7 separate regions of the Mus musculus genome follow, and regions 1, 3, 4, 5, 6 and 7 are each linked to region 2. A link is a contact called in public ChIA-PET, HiChIP or PLAC-seq, Micro-C, capture Hi-C and promoter capture Hi-C data. All regions are on one chromosome and are shown on one strand. Each heading gives the region's core, a stretch centred on a gene start, on an enhancer-like site or on the middle of the called end of the contact. The rest is flanking DNA. Distances are from core to core; before and after follow the strand shown. Region 1 holds the start of Brip1os (BRCA1 interacting protein C-terminal helicase 1, opposite strand). Region 2 holds the start of Trim37 (tripartite motif-containing 37). Region 3 holds the start of Tspoap1 (TSPO associated protein 1). Region 4 overlaps Vmp1 (vacuole membrane protein 1). Region 5 holds the start of Supt4a (SPT4A, DSIF elongation factor subunit). Region 6 holds the start of Rnft1 (ring finger protein, transmembrane 1). Region 7 holds the start of Rps6kb1 (ribosomal protein S6 kinase, polypeptide 1).

Region 1 (3,097 bases), core at 202-2,701, 930 kb before region 2:
GGAGACAGAATAGGTTCCCTCCTCTCACCATGTGGGTCTCAGGAATTAAACACTGCTAGCTCGGTTGAGTCCTTTACCTGCTGAGTCAGCTCAGTAATTCTGAAATCAGGAGATTATAATTGAAACAAAATAGATTTAAATCCCACTGTTTGCATCACCTAACCTCCCAGACACTTTTATTGACTGAAGAATTTCGACAGTGGTGAGAAAATCTGGTAAACTCAGTCTGTGAATGGAGATGGTTAAGACAGAAGGTACAACAGGTCATGAAGTCAATAACTTTAACCACAGCTTCTGTGCTCCAAAAAACCCACCACTCTTAAGTTATTTTTCATTTCTAAATATTGTTCTGTCAGACAAGACCTGCATAAAATCAAGCCAAGGAGACCTGTCAACATCCCATCAGGCAGTACTAATTGGACTCATTGGGTGGGAGGGGCGTGTGAAGGGGTCCCGAAGCAGTGTGAAGGATGTACTGGGGATAGGTCAAGATACTTTGTATATATGCATAAACTATCAAAGAATAAATAAAAGATATTGTTAGAAAAAGTATCCAATCACTGATTTTTATCTGTAAACCTCTGAGGTTTAATGGACTCTAACAGCTTATTCTGAAGCAAAAACTCAATATTGTGTTACTAAAATTAATCGAGATGGCAATCTATGCCTGAAGCTGTGGCAACATTCCTCTCAAAACTCATCAGACAATCACACTTCCGGATGTGGTGGCGCAATTCTTCTGGCCCCCAACAATCTCTGGTGGATCTCTGTACGATCGATCGAGGGCAGCCAGGTCTGCACTCCGAGTTCCAGCCCAGCCAGAGCTGGAGGGTGAGACCCTGTCTCTTTAAGAGAAGGGGGGGGGGGGGGCGGGTTAACAAATCTGTAGCCCTTCCAGAAGTACCGCGGAAGCTGGGGCTACCTCCAGCCTGCGTTCACAGAATGTAAGGACAGGCTCCCTGGCCCTCAGCTTTCCTTCCCCAAGCTCCTAGTTCTCACATGTCCACGGGGAGCCACACCATAGAGCCCGAGAGCCCGCCGGCGCCAGCCTGCAGGAGCCCGTCCCCTCCCCGCGCCCTCCTTTCCATTTGCCCACGGCTGGCTCCCGCTCCCAGAGAAAAGGAACGGCTGACGTTTGACAGAAGGCAACGCGGAGCCGACCTACAAGGAAAGCTCGCGAGTACGAAAGTCCTCCCTCACCGGCTGTTCCGACGCTGCCAGGTACCAAGGTACAGCCACTCCTCCCTCTCCAGGCTGCACTCCGCAGCGCCACACAGATGAATTCGCGCCTCCCGCCCCTCGGTTCCCAGTCAGCCAATCACACAGCCAGACCGGAAAAGGAAACAGCCAATCATCGTACGAGGCCAACGCTATACCGCCCAATGGGAGCCCGCGAAGTAAAATCAACCCTCGAGTACTTGGCGGGACCGGAAGACGAGCACCGCCCCTCCCCCAAACCCCACCCCGCGAAAAAGACTGGGACAAGTTCCGCACATTTGCTTGAAGGAAAAAAAAAAATTCTTGTACTGTGAGACTTTAAGAAGCACAAAATGGGCGTTAGACGGGTCTTACATTTGGTGCATTGACCGGGAATCGTCCTGCTGGCGGGTCCAGTGACAGGAGACCGGAGGATTGTTCGAGCAGGTACCGCGGCTGTGTCTCTTTGTGTCCGCCCTTGGCGTGCGTCTATTCCGCGCGTCTATTCCGTCTGTTCCCTCTATTTTGAGTCGGCTGCAAGTCAGTTTGGTTTCGGTTTGCAAAGGAGTTGTCTGCCGGGGGTTGCCAGAAGCGACCTTAACGCTGCGGTAACGAAGAGTCCTGGAGGACGCTCCAGACTCTCAGAGTGGGAAGTCGGATCCGATCCGCGAGATCCGGGAGGGCTCGACTTCATCTGGGGGTCAGTGGCAAAGAGACCACTACCAAGTTATTCAGTGTATCTTCTGTGGCGCTCGTGGCAGGGGCGCGTTGGTATTTTACTTTCTGTTTTTCTTTTTGTGTGTGGACTGGGACTGACGTTATTTTTGGACAGAATGGGACACTGACCTTCCACCCCTCCGAGTTTTACTCTAGAACATTGGAGGGAGGTTAAGACTAGAGCTCACAATCTCTCAGTAAATGTGAAGAAAAATAAATGGTTTACTTTTTGCTCGTCAGAGTGGCCCACCTTTCAGATTGGATGGCCTCCTGAGGGTTCTTTCTCACTGCCTCTTATATTGTCCGTCAAGAGGTGCATTTTTGGTGCTGGCTCGAAGAGCCACCCTAATCAGGTCCCATATATCATAGTGTGGGAAGATTTAGTCACCGATCCCCCTCCTTGTGTTCGCCCGGTTCCTCTTCAGGACCAATGGCTGTGCCAATCTTCGCCCTTCAGGATAGGCCCAAGAAAGATGTTCTCCCCACCACGGATACTGATCTTCTTCTTTATCTCCCTCCCCTTTATCCTCTCTCTCTCTCTCTCTCTCTCTCTCTCTCTCTCTCTCTCTCTCTCTCTCTCTCCTCATGCAGCTCAAGCTGCAGGGCCTTTGGCCCCGCCCATTCCGCCTGGAGAATCAGGGGGACTCGCCATCCTCCTCCCTCCCCAGGTCAGAGGGACCTGCTCAGGAGACTCAGAGACAGTGGAGGCAACTCCTGAGGGTGCCCATATTCTGCCCCTCCCGGCCTATGGTCCCCGGATGAACAAGGTCATCAGCCTTTCAGTATTGGCCGTTTTCCTCCAATGACTTATATAACTGGAAAACTCATAACCCCTCATTTTCTGAGAATCCACAAGGTCTAATTAACTTAATTGAATCACTTCTCCCATCAGCCCACATGGGAAGATAGTCAGCAACTGCTTCAGGTTCTCTTTACCACAGAGGAAAAGCAGCGAATCCTTGAGGCTAGGATACATGTCCCGGGGTCAGGTGGGCGCCCTTCCCTCCTGCCAGGGAATATTGATGCAGGCTTCCCATTGACCAGACCGAACTGGGACTTCAACACCCCTAAAGGTAGGGAGCACCTGAAGGTCCACCGCCAGGCTCTGATGGCAGGTCTCAAAGGGTCAGCACACTGCCCCACCAATTTGACTAAGGTAAGGGAAGTGGTACAGGGGCTGAAT
Region 2 (2,904 bases), core at 293-2,792:
TTCTGCCTGGTCATGAAAGGCTATGATTAAAAGCTAAAGACATGTACCACCACACCCGGCCTCCACAAATTTTTAGGTATAGATTAAATTTTAAAGTGTAAATAGAATGTGGTGGCATACCTATGTATATCCTAGCACTGAAGAGGCTAAGGAGGGAGTTGAAGGCTGGCATATGCTTTATAGCAAGTTCTAGGTCAGTGCAGGTGACATGGGAACATCAGCAAAAAGGTACAATTCAGGACACGTTAGTAAAATTATTCTGCAACTATCAGCCTGCATCTAGTTCAAAGACCATAAGTGGTTTGAAATGAAAGCCTTTTTTGCTTTTGGTTTTTCAATACACGGTGTCATTGTGTATCCCTGATTGTCCTGGAACTCCACCTGCCTCTGTCCCCCAAATGCTGGGACTAAACGAGTGCTCCACCATGCCCAGCTTGTGAAAGCATATTCTATCTCTACTTAATTAAATTATGTGTGTGTAGATTATTTTGGGTTATATTAATATATGTGCATGTGAGTGTGGGTGTTTTAGGTGGGCAGAATGGAGTTGGAGTATAGGCTGGAGACCAAAGGCAGGGTTAGAGAGTGGTCCTCCCCCGGAGTAGCAAGTATTCTTAACCTCTGGGCCATCCGTCCTACCTCCATAAATCTTGTTTATAGTTCATATAATTTTTAAAAAATGTTGCTAGTAACGAAAAGATTCTTTCTAGATTATCAATTCTCTGGATTGGGTTCATAAATAACTTTGTAATAAGCTTAAGAGAAGAATTAAGATTTAAGTATTTGACCAACGCCTTTTGTCTCACATACCCTCAATTTCTGCACCCTAACTGGTCTCTTCTGGAAGGAATTTAGAAGCGATTCCCTAGACTCTTTGTTAGTCCCCATAGCAAAAACAACTCAAGCTGCAAGAAAGCCTTAGTCGGTGGGATGTGGATCCAATTGTCTCACCAAAATGAGAAGACGTGGTACCTCTCCCCTGCAATCCTTACTTCCAGGAAGCTTGGAGACTTCACTATACGTCCAGTCTATCATGAACTAAAGAAACCTTGTCTCAAAATAACAGGTCAAGAGAAATCGCCGGTCCATTACAATTGGAGCTTTCAAATGCATTTACTATGGAGGGGGACTAAGTTTTTTTTTTTTTTTTTTTTTTTTTAAAGCTTAAAGTCTGCGTTTCCTCCCAGAGGCGGAAAGCAAACACTAACCAAGCAAGAGTTCCCGGCTCCAGGGTCTCCTTAGGTGACCCACAAACAATGGGAACGCAAATAAGACTCTCCGTCCCTTCCTAATACTCGGGAGCGTGGCTTCTTCCAATTAGGACGCACCAAGGAGCCTACATCACTGGCGGTAAAATCTGCGAGGCGAAGGGCACCGCGCCGACGCCCGACACGCCTCCCCGCGGCACCGCCTCTCCAAGTCTCGTGTGCTGCGCGCACCGCGGGAACCGGGCGCCCGCCTCTCCTCCCGCCCCGCTCCGCCCCGCCCCTCCCCTCCCCTCCCGCAACGCCGAGTGCGCGTGCGCATCGCGTCCGCCCCGTTGCCGCGCCTCTAGCTGCCCTGGTTACCGTTGGTGTTTGCGAATTCTCTGTGGCGCCTGTTCCGCCCCGGACGGGCCCCGCGGCGGTTTTCACACGCGCGCGCCGGCGTCACGTGGGCCAGGGCTCCCACGCGGACGCAGGCCAGCTGCTGAGGCGGGAGGAAGGCGTTGCGGCTACCGCTAGCCCTTCCCTCTCCGCCCCAGGGCTGGCGCGCGGATAAAAAAAAATGGCGAAATGCGGGGTAGCCGGTGGGGAACCCGACGGGATGGGGCGCGGAGGTGGCACTGTTGTGGGAGCCTGCTGAGGTGAGCGCAGCTGACCTGGCGACCTCGGGCCGGCGCCTGACAGCGCAGACACGGACTCCGAGGGTCGCCGAGGGCCCCGCCGAGAGCCGGAGGCAATGGATGAGCAGAGTGTGGAGGTGAGGGGCATCACGGAGGGTGGCGGCTGGGCTCCTTTTCTATCCGGGGCCCCATGCGCTCGCCCTCCCTGTGGGAGGCAGCCTCTGCGAGTCGCGGAGAGGGAGGCTGGCCCGGCGGTAGTGCTTCCAGCCCTCAGCATGCCCGGTGCTGAATCTGTTCCGCAGTCAGGTGCTGCGGAGCTCCAGCGATGCCTTGGCACCTGCTCTCGTCGCTGTTTGCAGGCTGAGCCTTTCTAGAGCAAAATTGCAAATTCATCGGAAGGACTTGCCCTGCTTTCTCGCCACGACTTGCTCTGCATGATTAAACATTTTTTTCACCCTCAGCGGTTCATTTTGTAGGACACACACACCTCTCTCACACTCGACTGACTTAAAGACTAGTAGTTTCCAGCATTGATTCTTGTAAGATGATTTCATGATTGGGGTATTTCCATAAAGGCTAGAATCATCAAAACGATTGCTTGGGGGCTGGGGGGCGTGAACCGTTCAGAGACTAAAGTACTACATGATTTTTGCTTTTTAAAAATAAGGGATAACTTACTGAGCATTGCTCTTGAGATTAACCCAGTTCACCCCCATGGTTTTATTGTCTTCCCAAAGCCAGTTAAGAGTCCGCATCTCTCAGGACCTGGTCTTGCAGTTATGACCATCAGTAATTTTCTACTTAATTGCTCTTGTGAAAGTTGTGTGAAGGTTTTGTAAACTTTTCTTGGTTTTAGGAGGGTTTAATTTTTCTGGAATGGAGTAAAAATAGACGTGGGTAAACTTCCCTGTTTTCAATTTTTTTTTAGTTATTAACTTAATGTCAATAGGGACACTCGCATTTATAGTGGCTGCAGATTTTCAGGCTCACATAATTAGTTGATTACATCAGGACAGAAATTCAGATTCTGAATTAGTTTGCCTCTAATCACGATATCTTTACAAATGTTTGTTTATTTA
Region 3 (3,234 bases), core at 491-2,990, 630 kb after region 2:
GGATTGAAAAACAAAATGTGTTTTTGATTGCAAGCCAATTGTAGATGTAATTACAACCCCAGCAACTGGAAGAGGAAGGACCAGCTTGAGCTAAGACTCTTACCAGAGAGGAAGCTGTCTCTTTATAATGTATAGACTTTGCTTGTTATTCTTGTGATTTCCTCAATAGTACAGTACAATTATTTTAACATTCACATCGTATTATAAAATAGGTATAAACAATCTAGAGATGATTTAAGGCATGGGGGTGGGGTGGGGCTGGGCTGAGGATATGGTTTAGTGGTAGAGTGCTTGCCTAGCATGCAAGAGACCTTGGGTATACAGAAGGATGTGTATAAGCCATGGGCGGATATTTCATCACCTTACATAAAAGGACTTAAGCATTTGAGAACTTAGTGGGGTATCCTGAGATGATCTTATAGACAGTCCCCTTAGGCATGGAGGGGTGAGAATATATATACAGAGACTGCGTGCACATCATGCCAGGCAAGTTTATCATGTACATAGATCATTGTATGCCATTGTACATTATTATATGACAATGTATGTCATAATGTGTTAGTGCTGTATAATGGCATGATATCTGTGATTTATAGCAAAATGCAATGATAAACTCATACGTAATTGCATGCACATAGACATTGTAGCAAATAGACATACAATGACACAAAACCATGCACAGATATATATCCAATGAGATTCATAGACAAAATAGCACACATACATGCAGTGATCTCCATGTATACACAGACATACTATGCATACTCTTCTATACATACATGTAATATGACATGCATATGCATGCTGACTGAAAGTTACATGACATAGCATGTGTACTGATGTTTAGACTGCTTTAGAGAAATGAATGTTACCTTCTCTCTTATGCAACTCCAACCCCTACCCAGTTCCATTGGCTCTGGCCTGGGTGGAGCCTACTGTCTGGGTGGGGGGTGTTCTCTATGCTTTAGCTGCTATTCCATAGGGGTGCCACATGAGGGCCCTCGACCTTGGCTTGTCTTGCGTCTAGGAGCAACATTCTTATCTCTCGAGATCTAGGTGCCCCACATACAGGCAGACACCTAGGTTGGGGCAATTCCTATGTCCTTGTTCCCAAAAGCCATTTTTTTTTCATAGCAAGTAAATAAATAAAGCCTAATGCTAGACAGAAGATGAACTTCCTGATGGTTGAGGGAAAATCAGCCCAAAAGGTCCTGTCTTATGATCTCTCCTGCTAGCCTGTGAAGGCTGGGCTGTCCCCCAAATGTGATCTGCCATGGGGAAGCTGAAGTCGTTTTTCAGCCTATTTCAACACTCTGTCCTTTTGCTCGTCTTTCTATTTTCAGACTTTTATTTCTTTGTTTTATTCCAAATCCCACCATTTCAGCTCTGTCCTTTTCTACAGCTAGGTCTCTGTCACATTGTTCTATCCCCATCAGTCTTGCCTGAAAGGAGAGGACTGTCTCTACTCCCTTTCCTCTGCACCCTGGAAGTGAGGGTCTGTGGGGTCAAGGGGATGAAGAGGCCATGTTGGGGGGTCCGGAGGGGGTAGCTTTCTAACCTACCATCCAGTAAGGAACCTGCTCTTTCCACTGTCCCGACCCTGCCAGCTTGCCTGCCGGTCCAGCCCACCAGTCCAGCTCCATCGTCATGGAAACCAGCAGCTGACTTCCTATTGGTGGGCAGGAGGGGAGGAGGAGGGGGAAGGGAGGGATGATGATGCTCCCCTGCTCCCCACTCCCCATTCTGAGGCTCTGCCCTCCTTCGTGCCCACCATCTCATTTGGGGAGCTCCGGGACCGCGAGGGACCCTTGCAGTCCCTCGAGCTGAGACTAGCTGAGGCAGAGACTATGAGGCAAGCCGCCCATCGACCCAGGCCTCCTTAGGACCGCCCAGCCACCCAGCAAGCAACTGATCGGCGGCAGCCAGCGGAGAGAAAAGCTGGAGATAAAGGACCACAGTGGATCACTGGGGATCATTCCCAGGAACTCCTGCGGACCCTTTCCAGGCAGAGTGGTCGTGATGGGTGGCCAGACTCACAGACACTGAAAGACACACGCCACTACAGATACACCGGGCTTTACAACACTGAGACAGGACCGGCGACAGCATCACACACTGCCACAGCCCTGCAATACAGACAGCCCCTACCCCCACGCAGAAACAACTGGTAACTCTTAAATAGGCACAGACAGTGACACATAGCACCACCCTTCTCAACATACACAAGTCGGAGTATTCATCCTCCAATCACATAATAAAACATCACTGACCTGCAGGGACAGACCTGGAGGCACACGTACATATATACCTTCAGCCAGGCACTCCTGGTGGTGGTCTCTCACCCCCCCACACACACCCCGTACACACACACACACACACACAAGAGAGAGAGAGAGAACCATGAGCAAACCCCAGCTCCAGTCTGGCAACCCCGATACCTTCTGAACCCTCCTTCGTGGGTGGGAAGAGCTCAGCCAACCTCTGATGGACTCGGTGAAGCCAAACACTTACAGGGAGAATGGTCTAGTCTGGCATGACCCTTGTCAGTCTTCCCGCTGGTGATGTCCCCAGGTCCAGGTTCGGGGGCCCCTTGCCGAAACCATGGAGCAACTGACAACCCTCCCACGGCTTGGAGACCTTGGAGCCATGGAGCCATGGGCACTGCCTGCCTGGCAGCACTGGACTCAGGGCCAGGGGTGCAAACCTGGAGATGCATCTCCAAGCATTGCTGGTACTCCGACAGCTCTGCAGGTTAAAGGATTGAGGTTTGAAGAGAGTTCCAAGCCTGAGGGAGCTCATAGCCCTGGACCTGTCGGAAATACTGATCCTGAAGCAACAGAGACCGGGCTGCCTAAGCTGGGGCAGCAAGCAGAGAGCCCTGGGTACAGCTGTTCCGGGCTGGAGGAGGAGGAGGCACAGGCTTATAAGGTAAGAGAGGATGGAGAGGGCTGCAAGATGGACTGGCCATAATCTGTAGTCCCACTGCCCACATTTCTTGTCTCTGTCTCTGTCTCTCTCTGTCTGTGAGTCTGCCTGTGTGATTATCTGTCCTTCCTTCCTTGGACGGGAATCTAAGTGGCCTCGCTCTGTTCTCTCTGGCTCTGGCCCTCAGTGTGGGTACATGTGTCTCTTTCTGATTATGTTAGGTCTCTTCCACCACGAGTCTGTCTGGGGGGAATCTTGGTATGCTGGGGGGTGTGGAGGTGGGCTTGGTGCTGGGCTGAGCCAAGGAAG
Region 4 (3,089 bases), core at 16-2,515, 540 kb before region 2:
CTATTTGAAGTCTAAAGCCAAGGGAAAGCGGCTGCTCTCCCCCAGGCTCCCTGTTCAGGGTGCTGCCTACACATCTGCTGGTTCTTTCCTCTGCCTCAGGAACTGAAGGCAAAACGGCCAGGCAGTTTATTCAAGTTAAAAGTTCAGCTGTGGTAAAAGCCTTGCTTTATTTAAAAGAAAAAAGAAAGAAAGAAAGAAAGAAAGAAAGAAAGAAAGAAAGAAAGAAAGAAAGAAAGAAAGAGAGGAAGGAAGGAAGAAAGGAAAAGAAGAAAAGAAAAGAAAAGAAAAGAAAAGAAAAGAAAAAAGAAAGAAAGAAAGAAAAGAAAAGCAAGCAAGCAGTTGCTTTCCTACAGCAGAAATGAAAGGGGATAACCATTTTACCTACTGCTTGGTGATGGTGCACGTGTTAACTTTTTAACCTAGCCTGGAAATGTATGTAATAACTCATGTAAGATCAAGACAGCATCACACACAACAGAATCCTGTCTTCCATTACCCCATCCTTGTTTCTGAAAAGCCACTAGACATAGACCAATAAACTCCCTCAGCCACCCCATCTAAAACCCGGAGAGCTCCGGATCTAGTTTGAGCCTGCTGATGCCTGCCGAGGGGGGAGAAGCAGGAGGGATCCTCACCTGCGGTGTGCCCGCTTCACTTCTGTGATGAAGCTTCTGCCGCTGCGCCTCCAGGTACTCTTGAAAAGGCTTCTGCAGAGACGGACCTATGCCGGGGACAGCACTGGAGGCAGGTACCAAAGGAAAGACACATTTGGGAAGAAAAGCAAGAGAAATGTTAAAGGAAATCTACTTACCCTTCAGATTAAAAAAAAAAAAAAAAAAAGAAAAGAAGGGCGGCAAGGACTTCATAAAAAGGACAAAATTCAACAATCAGGGTCACAGCAATCCTGTGAAGCTTGGATAGTGATAAAATTCCTCCTGAACTCCTTAGAGGTCTCGCCAGCAGTAATGCATTTGGGAGAAAGTAGGAGAGAGCTCAGAGCCACTGCTATGTCAGGAGGGCGAGGCTAGTGCAGCTGAGACTGCACACTGCTGTGGCACAAAGAATAAAATGAATGACTTCTGAGAAGTCCCACATTTATCACCACTAGTTCCTGTAAGAACTGGTTTAAACCGATTAATAAGGAAATGACTTATGCTTGTGTCATCTCTAGTTAAAAAAGAAACTGCCCTCCCTCTCTCTGACTGTCCCGTCTTCTCAGGGGGATGGGGTGGGTGGGAGGTGCTTTCTCAATCTAAGTCCTTATTAGGACAACCCCTGCGTCATCCTTATCCAAAAAGAATGCATTAGCACATTGGGGAGGCACCTCCCCCCAGCCAGAAGTCAGTGATTAACAAAGGAACAGAGAGGAACTGCGGACCCTGAATCATTTCATGGCTTATGATGGATGTTTGCCCAGAAACTCCTGTACATTACTAAACAGCTTGTTCCAAGATGTCTGGATAGCTATCTCTGATAAGGCTCTGGACCAACCAAGGTCCCCAGAGTTCGTAGAGCTAGGGCTGTAAAACCGGTCTGGCAACTGAAGCTACCAGGCTCCGGTCCCCCGCCACCCCTCCTTTTCTTTTGATAGCTAACAGGTTGTGTTAAACGGTACTGTGGGGCAACTTTGAAAAGTAAACACCCTTACTTCCTGTACCCTTTATTTTCTCATCTGTCTTATTTGCTACAAGGCAAATAAGCCCGTACTTTTCCTAGGGCCAGAAAAAGTATAGCAGGCACATGTGCGCAGTGCCCAGTGCTACCCCGAAAGCGTACTGACACCAGTGAACGATTTCCTCACCCCCCCCCAAGCAGAATAATAAGAGAAGACTCTTTTTTGCTACTATATTTGCCAGCCAGCAACAACTTCCCAACTGCTAGCCATTCTTTTTCTTTTGTACTATTATTACCTATCAGTCTTTTACCTAGTAATATCTTTAACGTTTAATGGAGTCCCTACTTTGTGTCCACACTATAAAATAGAAAAGCAAAATGCAGCTGGGCATATTAGCACACTCAAGTAGTCCCAGCTCTCATGAGACAGGCAGGTGAGTCTCTGTGAGTTAAGAGGTCTTTTGTAGGGACAGTTAGGACAGCCAGAGCTACACGGAGACCTTGCCACAAAACCAAACAGGAGAAAGTACAATCCTAGAGACTCAATGTAGAAAATAAACGCTAAGAGAACTGGGAGGGGAAGGAGAGATGACTGAGGGATGGTGATTATAGCCTAAACAGACAAGCTTTGAGGGCGAGGCAATGCAGTCCGACTGCCGACTGCCAACCGCAGACCTACAATGGCAAACAGTGAGGCAGTGCAGTCCCAGGTGGGACTCGCTCTCAGTAGGTGGACATCTCCTTAGGAGCTTAAGCAACTCTTCCTTATAGTACAGGCAGGAAGGCAATTAGTCTCTCCATTTACACTAGGAATATATTCTCTAGATAACAAAACAATTCCAGCAAAGTGTGTGGACAGATACACTGCCTTTGACTGCACCACTGTACCCAGAGGACAACGTCTGGTTCTTCCCTCCTACATGTGGGTCCTGGGAACCTAACTCAGCTTGTTAAGCATCCTTACCTGCAGAGCCACCTCACAGGTCCCCACAAAGTATTCTTACACCAGAGATTTTGAATGAAAAAAAAAAAATTAAAGCTACTACAACAAGTGCTTTTAACCACTGTGTCAGCTTTCTTTTTTTTTTTTAAAGATTTATTTATTATTACACATAAGTACACTGTAGCTGTCTTCACACATACCAGAGGAGGTGTCAGATCTCATTATGGATGGTTGTGAACCACCATGTGGTTGCTGGGATTTGAACTCAGGACCTTCAGAAGAGCAGTCAGTGCTCTTAACCACTGAGCCATCTCTCCAGCCCCTGACAGGGGCTCAAATAGCTCAGCTGGGCTAGAACTTGTTGTACAATCCACACTTGCCAAGACTCCTGATCTCCTGCCTCTACCGTCACAGTGCTGGGACTGCAGGTCTATACCACCATATCCAGTTTGTCCATAGCCTCACACTGCTAGAAAGCACCCTGCCATCCTCAACACACACTCGAATAGCTCAAAAACTCATCCCTTAAGTT
Region 5 (3,284 bases), core at 428-2,927, 610 kb after region 2:
TTCACTGACTGACTTTGTGACCTTACAATATTGTAAGCAAATACTGAACCTTGGAATGTGTGCATACACGTGCATGCACTCACAGGAGTGTGAGGGCAGCCTAATCGATACAGCAAGTGCCAGGACAGCCCGAGCTACAGAATAAAGACTTTCAAAACAAACAAACAAACAAACATACAAACAACAAGGGCCTCTCACTTGAACTTGCCTGGAGTCCCTGGGATCTGCCTATCTCTGGCCCCCAGTGCTATGGTTAGAGTAGCAGACCATCAAATCCCACTTATATGTGGTGGGTCCTGAGCCAGCTCCTCAGCAGGATACCTGCCTTTTACCATAAATAAAATGATCCTCCTTCAGAGATGATAGAAGGCTTACATGAGATAGCACAGTGAAAATGTATTCCAAACTGAAAAGAGATTTCCCGGTGCTAGAAAGTATCTAAAACCCAGTCACTGAACCCCATGTGGATGCAGTTTGGGATAAAGCCTAGAATCAGTCTTGCTGTCCCTCAGTTTCAATGAGAAGGGCTGGAAGGACAGAACAGCGGGATTGCAACTATTTATATCCCAGCGCTCCAATTCAGATAAACACAAATGACCAGGCTTTTGCCTACATTCCAAGAGCCTTTGCTCTGTTCACACCGCACCAGACCTCGTATTTCTGTATGGTTTGCTCAGGATATTATCTCGGTGCCATTTAAGGAGACAAGGAGGAATTTTGTGTCCTACACAGTAAGCACATTGGCAGCTGGGGTGGGGTTAGAGTATGAGAAGTGAGATACCTAATCCACAGATGTTCCCATGGAATTATGTCTAAATGTGCCGAGAGTTTTACAAAGCGTAAATTATGAGCCAGGCGCGCAATCGAGAGGCTTTTAGGAGGAATTAAATACGCGTTTCCCTCTATCCAACACGCCTCCCCTTTCCCCGTCGGCACGGCTCAAGCTAGCATTCCTGGGGACCGCAAACGAAACCCTATCACGCTCTCCCAGTTACAAGAAGGGGTGGGGCCTCGTCGGGTTTTTGTCTCTGCAGGCGTCCAGAAAGGCAAGACTCATTGCCTCGAGCCTTAAAACAACCTAGCGCGAAGCGGCGGGCTTGTATTCTGAGCATTCCGGACACTGAGACGAGGGGCTTGTGTCAAAAAGTCAAATACCCGGGCGTGGTGGTGCGCGCCCATAATCCCAGAACTCCGAAAGTGAAGGCAGGAAGATCAGGAGTTCAAGATCACCGTCCCGTACTCAGAGGCCAACTTAGGAATTAGCATTGTCTCAATAAATGAGCAAACAAAATAAAACAAGCAGACAAAACAATCTAGGTTTTCCTCGGGAGTCTGAAGAGCACTCAGGCCAGAGCATTTTGGGCTCCATCAAAAGGCCCGCGTCGCGAGGCGCAGTCCCGCCAGTCGCCCCGCTCCACGCTTCCTGCGCATGCTCCAACCTCCCCCAGCTGCCCCGCCCCTACGGGCGCATCAGCTCCCAGCGCGCGCGCCGTCTTCCGCTCGCTCTCGCGAACCAGGTGACGGGCGCGCGCGCGGCCCAGGTGACCGGGCGGCCCCGCCCAGCGCTCCCGCGGGAGGAACCATCTTCTCCACGGGGAGGGAGGGGCGGGGCCTGCGATGGCCGGCACCGGAAGCGGAAGCTGCGTGCCCGACGCGTCTGGCATTCTGGGTAATGGTCTGTTTACTTCCTGCGGCTGGAGGAACCTGTGTTGTCGTATCGGTGAGGATGGCCCTGGAGACGGTACCAAAGGACCTGCGGCATCTGCGGGCTTGTTTGCTGTGCTCGTTAGTCAAGGTGTCCGTTGGGGCCTTGGTTGTAGGAGCGATCGGGGAGGCGAAACGGGAGAAAGAGGGTGAAATGGGGCCAGACACAGGAAAGGAAGGCTCTGAGATTCGGGGAGTGGGAAGCCCGAAAGCCTAAGGGAGCCGTTGTTTCCGTCCACGGAACGCGAGCCGGGTGGCTGTGCCTACTGGGGGCTGCGTTGCAGTTCTCGGCATAACTGAGCACAAGTTTGTCTCCCCGACAGACGTTCGGTGAACTTGCTGTGGTGGACTGGAAAGACACTAGGAGCCAGAGCAGCCGAGAGAGTAGCAGGAGAGGGTACCTGACCCCAAAGAGGCTAGAAAATATGTAAGCTGAATTAGGGACGCGAGCAAAAAGGTATGAGGGTGGAGTTTAGGAACAGTTTGGAGAGGAGAGGGTGTTGGGTTGTATAGAAAACGAAGAGGTTGGCTTTGTTGAAATATTAAGGCGTTGTTCATGCTCATACTTGCTTTTTTTTTTTCTTTCCAGACTATAGACCAGTTCGAATATGATGGGTGTGACAATTGCGATGCATACCTACAAATGAAGGGCAACAGAGAGATGGTTTATGACTGCACCAGCTCTTCATTTGATGGGTAAGCCCCTTTCACGCGCCTTTGTTTACTTCTGCACCCAGAAAGTTAATATGGGATAGATTTTTGAGGTCATAAGACTAGCTGGTCTCAGCAGTTCTGAGAGCTAGTCTATGTGTCCAGCCCAGTAGCTGTAAACTTTTGTAGTGTAAGACCCCCTTTCGGGGACCCCCGCTCTAGTCTCAGGAGTGTGAGAGCACCCAAAGAAACACGAGGACCCATCTTGCTGTAATTACATGAGGACGTTTAATTACGGAGCTCCGGACCGACATGTATCCCACACAGGAGATAACGGATGCCGGCCACGAGGCTCGAAAGCTTGGGGGTTTTATGGGGTAAGGGGCTTAGGGGTGTGGAATTGAGCATAGCGACACACTATTGGCTTATTCAAACATTAACAGAAAGATTACATGTACGTGCAGGGTGTCAGAGTTCTGTGAGTAGTTGACTCAGTTCAGATAGCCCTGTTATGTCCTCACATTCCCCTTTATCTTATGGTCAAGATGTTCCCAGGAATGTTTTAACTATGGGGCATACCCAGGTTTGTTTTTCTCTTTTCTCAGCCCCAGGCAGCCTCTAGGCTCACAAACAACCAGCAATTTCTGAGTACTTTATATGACTTACAGGTCTTGAAATTTCATCTTTCTTTCAGTAGCTACTGAGTACTTGACATGTGGCTAGTTCAAATTCGAATATGCTTAAGTGTCAAATACATACCAGCAAACAAAGATTCAGGGTGAGGAAAAAGGATGTCAAATGATCTGAATTTTTAAAAGATTAGTTAAATATTGAAACAATGTTTTAGGGTTATTTGATTAAAATAAATATTGAAGCAGGGAAGTGGTGTCGTACGCCTTTAATCCCAGCACTTGGGAGGCAGAGACAGG
Region 6 (3,159 bases), core at 441-2,940, 640 kb before region 2:
TGTTCTGCTGTCGTTGGGGCGTGATTATGTGACATTTCATGATTTTCCTGCTGCCTAAATTTGCATTTATGTTATTTTTTGAGATTTAGAGTTTTACTCTGGGGCTGGTGAGATGGCTCAGTGGGTAAGAGCACCCGACTGCTCTTCCGAAGGTCCAGAGTTCAAATCCCAGCAACCACGTGGTGGCTCACAACCATCTGTAACAAGATCTGATGCCCTCTTCTGGAGTGTCTGAAGACAGCTACAGTGTACTTACATATAATAAATAAATAAATCTTTAAAAAAAAAAAAAAAGAGTTTTACTCTGTATCATAGATTGGCCTGGAACTCACAGCATCTTTCTGTCTTAGTCTTCAAAATTCTAGGATTACAATCATGAGCCACTAATGCTTATCATACGTTCATTTTAGTTTAAAATAAAACTACTCACATAGGATCTCTGCTGTGCACAAAATTTGCAGTCTCAGTTGGCTCCCTGGAACCCAAATAAAGGTAGGAGAGAAAATTTCCCAAAAGTGTCCTCTGTCGTACCAGTTCAGGCACTACCTGTCACCATCACGCACAGGCACAAATAGGCCTGTTCTACTTGGGACCAAGTCTTAAAAAAAGAGAGTGCTAATGTGCTGGTCACAGAGAGAAGCAGATCCAAAAGAGCATTGGGATTTTTTAAAGTGCTTTTTGACTTGAGAGAAATTTAAGAATAGTCTCAAGATGAATGAAGGGCTGAGGCTAAAACCAGTAGATTCAGTTATACTACTATGAAAGGAAGACAAAATTTCATGGCTAAGGAGATTTTGACAAGGTATTTGAAAGGTTTAAGTCAGGTAGAAAGACAAAATTACTGGACACGTAACTCAGAAGTGTCTCTGCAAAAAGCCAAGTGTGTGCAAAACGCCAGACTTTTGCCTAGTCACGTCAGCCTCCGATGAAATACTTAATTTCAAGAATCATAGGAATCCTGTTATACATATGATGTCCTAGATTTTCCAGAACTGTGTTTTTTTTTTTTTTCCTTGTAGTATCTTTTTTCCCCTTTAGTAGCCTTTATTTTAGAAGTCGAGTTCCCTGCTCGCCAACACGGGGTTTTCTAAATCTACTTCCAGGGCCTCACAAACTTCCTGGCGCGTCTGATATCCAGTTCTGGCACCCGGTTCTGGCACGAACTAGGGCACACTGTTCAACTTCAGGCTTGGAACCCGAATCCAGGTCACACAACCTCTCTGCCCAGGCAGCCCAGCGGGTCTGGCGTAGCTAGCAACACGCAGCCGGAAGCCAGATCGCGGCTCCCGGTACGCAGCCCGCTGCCGAGCAGGTTCCTGGACCTACCCATTTTCAACCTCAAGTACTGAAGGACTCCGAAGCGTGTGACTGATCACTAATACACGCAAGACGTGACAGCCACGCAGACTTAATTAGCACACACGTCCGCCACTACGCCACTCGTATAACATCACCAACAGGGCCACAGGGCGACAGGGCGGGTCTACGATGTTCAGGGCGGGGCCTAGATGCGCCCTCCTCCTCCTCCTCCCAGTGAAGGCGGGGCTAGGGACTCGGGACAGGGCCTAAAGGTTCCCTTCTCTGCTGGGAAGGGCGGGGCCGGGATGAGCGCGGGGCGGGGCCTAGAGGCTCCTTCTTCCACTGGGCGAGGGCGTGGCCCGGCGAAGGCGGGCCGCGCGTGACGACGTCTAGGGAGCGCGCGCGCCGCCGCGGGGCCAGGCCGAGCGCTGCTGGTGGCGTCCGAGGCTGAAGGCTTGGCGAGAAGGGCTTGCGGCCGCGTGTCGGGCTGTTGGTATTGTGGCTGCCGAGGCCGCCCGCTCCTGGTCATGAGAGGTCAGGCCTGGGGAAGGGGGTGAGGCGGAGGGTTTCCGGGGAGAAGAGCCGAAGCTCGGACGTGGGTGGAGAACTCTGTCCTCGCGGATTCCGGAAGAGTTGGCGTTGACTTTTCTTTCTCCCTTTCCCCTTTTCTTGTTTATGTATGAAGGAGGGCAGGTTTTGTGTTTCTTTTTTAATAGCAGAGACACAAACTGTCCTGTCCCAAGTCGCTCTTCAGAGAGTGAGGCGATAGAGCCGCTGTGGCTTCCGAGCCTCTTCGAAACGTCACACAGTAACTGCACGGTTTCAGCCAGCCAGCCTCCGCCGCAGCTAGCTCCATCGCGGGGGAAACGGGAGAGGCCCGGCGGTGGGCTCTGCGTTTCGTCGGGCGACAGCACGATTCTGGCACCCTGGTCCGAGATCCACACTGGATCACGTAGGGATCTTGCCCTGCCCACAGCCTCTCTTCTGACACCCCTAACCAAGCCGATGGTGGCATTTTTATTCGGGAGGCTAACTCCTTATTTAGACTAAAGCATCACTTAGCAATTACGTGATGACTCCCCCTAAGGGTCCTCTTTCAAAGGCATTTGACTAACATTCTTTTGGAAGGAGAAGCAATATTCTCGGTGGCACCATTAATTACTGAAAACCTTATTAGCTTTGTGGAAGCTGTTTCAGCATAAAATGAAGTGTTTATTATCTTTGTTGATGCTTAATTAAGGCACTGATTTTTTTCCTTCTAAACATTAATGAATCTGTAAAAAAAAATCTATTGTATTTATTTAGTGTGTGTGTCAGAGGACTTGTGGGAGTCAGTTCATTGCTTCCACCATATGAGTTTAGGGGATTTAACTCAAATTAAAGGTCTTGACTTACCCAGCCATCTCACCCACCCTTAGCAAACTTCCTGATGTGGACTCTGCCTCAGAGTACATGAGCCAACTTATTCAGCATTAGTGCTGCTATTCACTGTGGTATCTGCTGGGCACCCCTTTGACTCTTTGCTGATGTCTTTTGGCACATTTGAAAAATCAAGACATCTGCAGTGCTTTGTACTTTAAGTAGCCCCTGGTTCAAAACTCTTGGTTTGCCAAGTTGGACTTCGAGGTTGGAGTGGGGCAGGGCAGCAGAGCTTTGACAGTTGCAAAGATTGAAGGACCTGAAACTTGTCTGTGACTGTCAACTGCCCCTTTAGTGAACAAAGGACACCTAATGAACCGATGCACTGCTTGTGATTAACTTAGAATGCTTTCTGCTCTTTGATTTTACTTTTAAGGAGAAAGAGTCCTGAAGCAAAGACATTTTAGAGAGAAAATACTCAAGGGCCATGCAAGCCAGCTG
Region 7 (3,232 bases), core at 44-2,543, 580 kb before region 2:
TGGTTATTTAGTTTGATGTATTTTTTTAACCCTTGGTGTAAAATATGTACGTTTCAGTAAGTATTACTGTAGAAAAAATGGTATACATAAATAACAAACTACTAGGACAGCAAAGGTAAAGCCAAGATGTGCACTAGAAAAGCGACTCTAAATTTAAACTTCAGCAAGGAAAACCCTCACACCACTATTCACAAGTCTCGGTTCAAGCAATTTATTTTTGGCGAGACAAATCACAGCTGTCAACGCTTTTTTTCCCACCCTACAATTACATAAATTATTCTGAAAAAAAAATATAGACATCTTCAACTTGAAGGGAATTAACTTACAAATGCCGTGTGTCGTTATGAATGGGGGTTTTTTTTTCCTTTAAAAAGTCACACGGAAGGGGGGTTAAAAATAAAAGGCAAACAAACAAACCCTGGAAGATGCAGCAGAGCCCCCTTGCTCCCGAAATAAAACTCCTGGTGGCTGTCACAGCAGTGCTACTCCCGACAGAAGTTTTCAGCTGTCACTTCTAACAGCTGAGCGCTTCCTAGGAGAGAAGCGACAGGCCGAGAAGAGAGGTGGTTGTGGGGAGTCTGAAGATTTAAGGCTTGCAATCTTACACTCCACAGGGAAACCCTTCCGCATCTCACCTGCACTAAGGGGGACACCCCAACAAGATCGGCCCTCCCCACCCCCAGCACACGCTCACACCACCCGGGCCGCACTCAAGCCCCACAGCTCCAGAAGCCGACCGCGCGCCTTTTCTCCTCGGCGCTCCAGAAACACATTGCTCCGGGGCAGCGCTCAGCTAGGGATCAGGGCGAGCCCTGCACCTGCGCGCCCCGCAGAGGCCTCACACCTAGGGCCAGGTCCGTCCGCCCGCCCGCCCGCTCCCCGACTCGGCCGCGCGGCGCCTCAGCTCCTCCCGGAGACCGCTCGCGTCCCCCCCGGGTCTCCACGCCCTCGGGCACACCAGGCTTCCCGGGCCCACGCCGCCACCCCGGCCCTGTCACCTCGCCGCTGCCCCCCCACCCCGCCGCCCATACCCCGGGGACCCCGGGCCTCACCCCCTCCTCCAGCTCATCCTCAGAGCCTGCATCTTCTGGCTGGTCCAGGTCTATGTCAAACACTCCTGCCATGTCCTCAGCTTCCCTGTGTCGGAAGTCAGGCGCTAGGTAAAAGCCGTCCCGCCTCCGTCGTCGCCTCATGGGCCCGGACCCGCCGCAGACTCCACGGCTGCTGCCGCCATCACCGGCTGCTTAAGCTCAATGCGTCTGCGCCTAGGCCCCAGACTGGCTCCTCAAGTTCAGCTCCGGCGCATGCGTACAAAGTCTTCTGAAGCCATACAGTGGGCAGCGGACATGCGTAGCATTAGCTCCCGGGGCCAGGTACTGGCAGGAGCATGCGCAGAACACCGTCCGAAGCCAAGCCGGGAAAGTACAGCTTGCGCGTTTCTGTCTAAGGCGTTTGCCGGACACGGAGCATGCGTACCATATCTGAAGTTGATAAATTGAAATTGAACATGCGTGATTAGCCTTCCTAAATAGAAGAAGGGAAACGAGGGTCGAAAAAAGACAAGCCCTCAGCAGAGCTCTTCGCATAAGGAGCGAGCGCATTTATTTGTTCTAAGTAGTTTTTTTTTTTAAAGTATTGAAAGTGAGCATGCGCGTAGTGAGAGGGTTGGTCTTCTGAAGTTTGAACCGAACTGAAACTGCCGGTCGCAGAGCTGTCAGTGAGTGTGGGGTTACCGGGGAGCTGATAGGGAAGAAAGGCAAAGAGAGACTCTTGTCTTTGCTATTTGCTAATTCAGTGGCTTGGAAAAGTTACATAACCCTTCGGTAACTCAATTTCCTTAACTGTAAAGTGAGAATAGAATTACCTACAATGCAGTCTTAGACGTTAAGTTGAAAATCTGGTTCACAAGCCTCTGCTCCTTTCCGGGGCTACATAGACTTGATGTGAAGCACTTATCAAAAATACTCTTTTTAAAATAGTCCCTGTTCTCCGAGAGGCTGAGGCAGAAGGATCATGTGTTTCAAGTCAGCCCAGACTAATTAGACAGTTTCAGGCGTAACTGGGCTACATAGAGAGATGTTGTCTAAAAACAAACAACGTCGTTTAAAAATAATAAAGATTTAGTTTCATATTTTATCTGGTCTTTCTCTAAGCTCCAACTTTGTTTTTCTTTCTTTTCTTTCCGAGACACGATCTCGCTATGTAGCTCTGGCTGTCCTGGAACGCACTGTGTAGGTGCAAACTCACAGAGATCGGTCTGCCTCAGCCTCCCAAGTGTTGTTGGGTTGAAAGGCTTGCACCACTATGCCTGGATCCAACTTTATGCTAGTTGGTTTGGTTTTTGGTTTTCAGAGACAGGATTTCTTTATGTGGCCCTGGCTGTCCTGGAACTCTCTGTGTCCTCAAACTCAGAGATCTGCCTACCTCTGTCTCTTGAGTACTGGAATTAAAGGTATAGCCACCATGACTGGGCTTATTGATCTTAACTGTGCTTTCCGGGCCAGAAGACGGTTGGTGAGAAAACAGAAAATTAATGTTATTGAATGTTCTATTGTTGAGCTAACTTCTGATGTCCATGTAGTGTGAAATGTATACAAAGAATTCCTTCAGGATCATATTTCCTTTAGATTATTTATGTGTGTGAGTATATATGCACATGTGTGTGAATGTGAGCACTTATGCAAATGCACAGGAGATGAGGGCATCCAGCTCTCTCTCTCTCTCTCCCTCTCTCTCTCTCTCTCTCTGAACTTGGGGCTGAGTTTTCTCAACCAAGTGGAAGCTATCCACAGTGGTCCTTCTGTCCGCACTGGACTTGCCTCTGTAACTACAGGCCTGCACAGGACTCCTGGCTTGCTATGTGGGTGCTGCTTCTAGGCTCCGGTCCCCGTGGCTACACAGCCCCCACAACCAACACTTTTGTTATGGTTTATTTGTTTTCTTTTAAAAGTGTACTTGGGACAACAGTGAATGTGAATCATATTTTGGAAACCATTGAATTGTATGTGAATGAATTTGGGCCAGTGAACCCTAAATCCCCCAAATTATAGAGTGAGGGAATTTCTTGAAATGACTAGATTCTTAGATGGGGACAGGAAATTTGAGGAAAAAGGTGTGTTATTCCAAAATTTCACTGAGGTCTCACCATCTGAGAATCGGGATTCTAGTTCAGAGGACTGGGGAAGATGGCTCAGGGACAAAGTACTCGCAATGCAAGCCTGAGGGTCTGAAT

What was found. Promoter capture Hi-C pulls out the DNA fragments that hold promoters and counts their contacts. Hi-C and Micro-C count contacts between places; a contact is called where the count stands out from the background. ChIA-PET counts read pairs in DNA pulled down with a chosen protein or histone mark. HiChIP or PLAC-seq counts read pairs in DNA pulled down with a chosen protein or histone mark. Capture Hi-C pulls out chosen DNA fragments and counts their contacts.
Region 1: a contact with region 2 is called in a capture Hi-C map of macrophages, with 4 times the contacts expected there. The contact joins the promoter of Brip1os here to the promoter of Trim37 in region 2. A contact is called at or near these places in 4 of 39 promoter capture datasets (cranial neural crest, hippocampal neurons, liver and 1 more), 1 of 484 Hi-C or Micro-C datasets (CD4 T cells), 2 of 115 datasets of contacts at active chromatin or transcription factors (astrocytes and large pre-B cells) and 1 of 9 other capture datasets (macrophages).
Region 3: a promoter capture Hi-C map of adipose tissue shows a contact between it and region 2. The contact joins the promoter of Tspoap1 here to the promoter of Trim37 in region 2. A contact is called at or near these places in 3 of 39 promoter capture datasets (erythroid cells, fetal liver and liver), 3 of 115 datasets of contacts at active chromatin or transcription factors (bone marrow-derived macrophages, memory CD8 T cells and microglia) and 1 of 9 other capture datasets (adipose tissue).
Region 4: a contact with region 2 is called in an RNA polymerase II ChIA-PET map of effector CD8 T cells, with 8 read pairs. The contact joins the enhancer-like site here to the promoter of Trim37 in region 2. A contact is called at or near these places in 4 of 39 promoter capture datasets (the HPC-7 cell line, cranial neural crest, hippocampal neurons and 1 more), 2 of 484 Hi-C or Micro-C datasets (muscle stem cells and pre-B cells) and 4 of 115 datasets of contacts at active chromatin or transcription factors (astrocytes, effector CD8 T cells, memory CD8 T cells and 1 more).
Region 5: a contact with region 2 is called in a Micro-C map of embryonic stem cells, with 7 times the contacts expected there. The contact joins the promoter of Supt4a here to the promoter of Trim37 in region 2. A contact is called at or near these places in 4 of 39 promoter capture datasets (cranial neural crest, liver and pre-B cells), 2 of 484 Hi-C or Micro-C datasets (embryonic stem cells and pre-B cells) and 1 of 9 other capture datasets (liver).
Region 6: a FOXA1 HiChIP or PLAC-seq map of pancreatic cancer cells shows a contact between it and region 2. The contact joins the promoter of Rnft1 here to the promoter of Trim37 in region 2. A contact is called at or near these places in 1 of 39 promoter capture datasets (hippocampal neurons), 2 of 484 Hi-C or Micro-C datasets (CD4 T cells and muscle stem cells), 2 of 115 datasets of contacts at active chromatin or transcription factors (astrocytes and pancreatic cancer cells) and 2 of 9 other capture datasets (adipose tissue and liver).
Region 7: a contact with region 2 is called in a promoter capture Hi-C map of pre-B cells, with 4 times the contacts expected there. The contact joins the promoter of Rps6kb1 here to the promoter of Trim37 in region 2. A contact is called at or near these places in 10 of 39 promoter capture datasets (the 3T3-L1 cell line, 3T3-L1-derived adipocytes, the C10 cell line and 6 more), 2 of 484 Hi-C or Micro-C datasets (B cells and embryonic stem cells), 6 of 115 datasets of contacts at active chromatin or transcription factors (astrocytes, bone marrow-derived macrophages, cardiomyocytes and 3 more) and 1 of 9 other capture datasets (liver).

What each region holds. Positions count from the first base shown.
Region 1 is chr11:86,199,909-86,203,005 of GRCm38.p6, forward strand. It overlaps Brip1os (BRCA1 interacting protein C-terminal helicase 1, opposite strand), which reads left to right and starts at 1,452. Exons shown (of 7, transcript NR_130959.1): 1 at 1,452-1,644. It overlaps Brip1 (BRCA1 interacting protein C-terminal helicase 1), which reads right to left and starts at 1,285. Exons shown (of 20, transcript NM_178309.2): 1 at 1,201-1,285.
Region 2 is chr11:87,125,533-87,128,436 of GRCm38.p6, forward strand. It overlaps Trim37 (tripartite motif-containing 37), which reads left to right and starts at 1,543. Exons shown (of 24, transcript NM_197987.2): 1 at 1,543-1,962. The coding sequence starts at 1,942.
Region 3 is chr11:87,758,801-87,762,034 of GRCm38.p6, forward strand. It overlaps Tspoap1 (TSPO associated protein 1), which reads left to right and starts at 1,741. Exons shown (of 32, transcript NM_172449.2): 1 at 1,741-2,928. The coding sequence starts at 2,602.
Region 4 is chr11:86,585,861-86,588,949 of GRCm38.p6, forward strand. Vmp1 (vacuole membrane protein 1) reads right to left here. Exons shown (of 12, transcript NM_029478.6): 11 at 636-738. Among named protein-coding and RNA genes, the nearest start is that of Gm46289, 3.2 kb to the right of the region's middle. RefSeq lists an enhancer at 336-1,969. Within about 2 kb of position 1,266, at least 277 of the 459 cell types and tissues checked have an H3K27ac peak or open chromatin away from gene starts, as enhancers often do. A contact at or near this core is called in the HPC-7 cell line, astrocytes, effector CD8 T cells and 3 more, where this site is marked.
Region 5 is chr11:87,735,874-87,739,157 of GRCm38.p6, forward strand. Supt4a (SPT4A, DSIF elongation factor subunit) reads left to right here and starts at 1,678. Exons shown (of 5, transcript NM_009296.2): 1 at 1,678-1,795; 2 at 2,294-2,400. The coding sequence starts at 1,727.
Region 6 is chr11:86,482,967-86,486,125 of GRCm38.p6, forward strand. Rnft1 (ring finger protein, transmembrane 1) reads left to right here and starts at 1,691. Exons shown (of 9, transcript NM_029788.5): 1 at 1,691-1,833; 2 at 3,095-3,159. The coding sequence starts at 3,146.
Region 7 is chr11:86,543,514-86,546,745 of GRCm38.p6, forward strand. It overlaps Rps6kb1 (ribosomal protein S6 kinase, polypeptide 1), which reads right to left and starts at 1,294. Exons shown (of 15, transcript NM_001114334.2): 1 at 1,053-1,294. The coding sequence starts at 1,193. It overlaps Tubd1 (tubulin, delta 1), which reads left to right and starts at 1,478. Exons shown (of 9, transcript NM_019756.3): 1 at 1,478-1,717.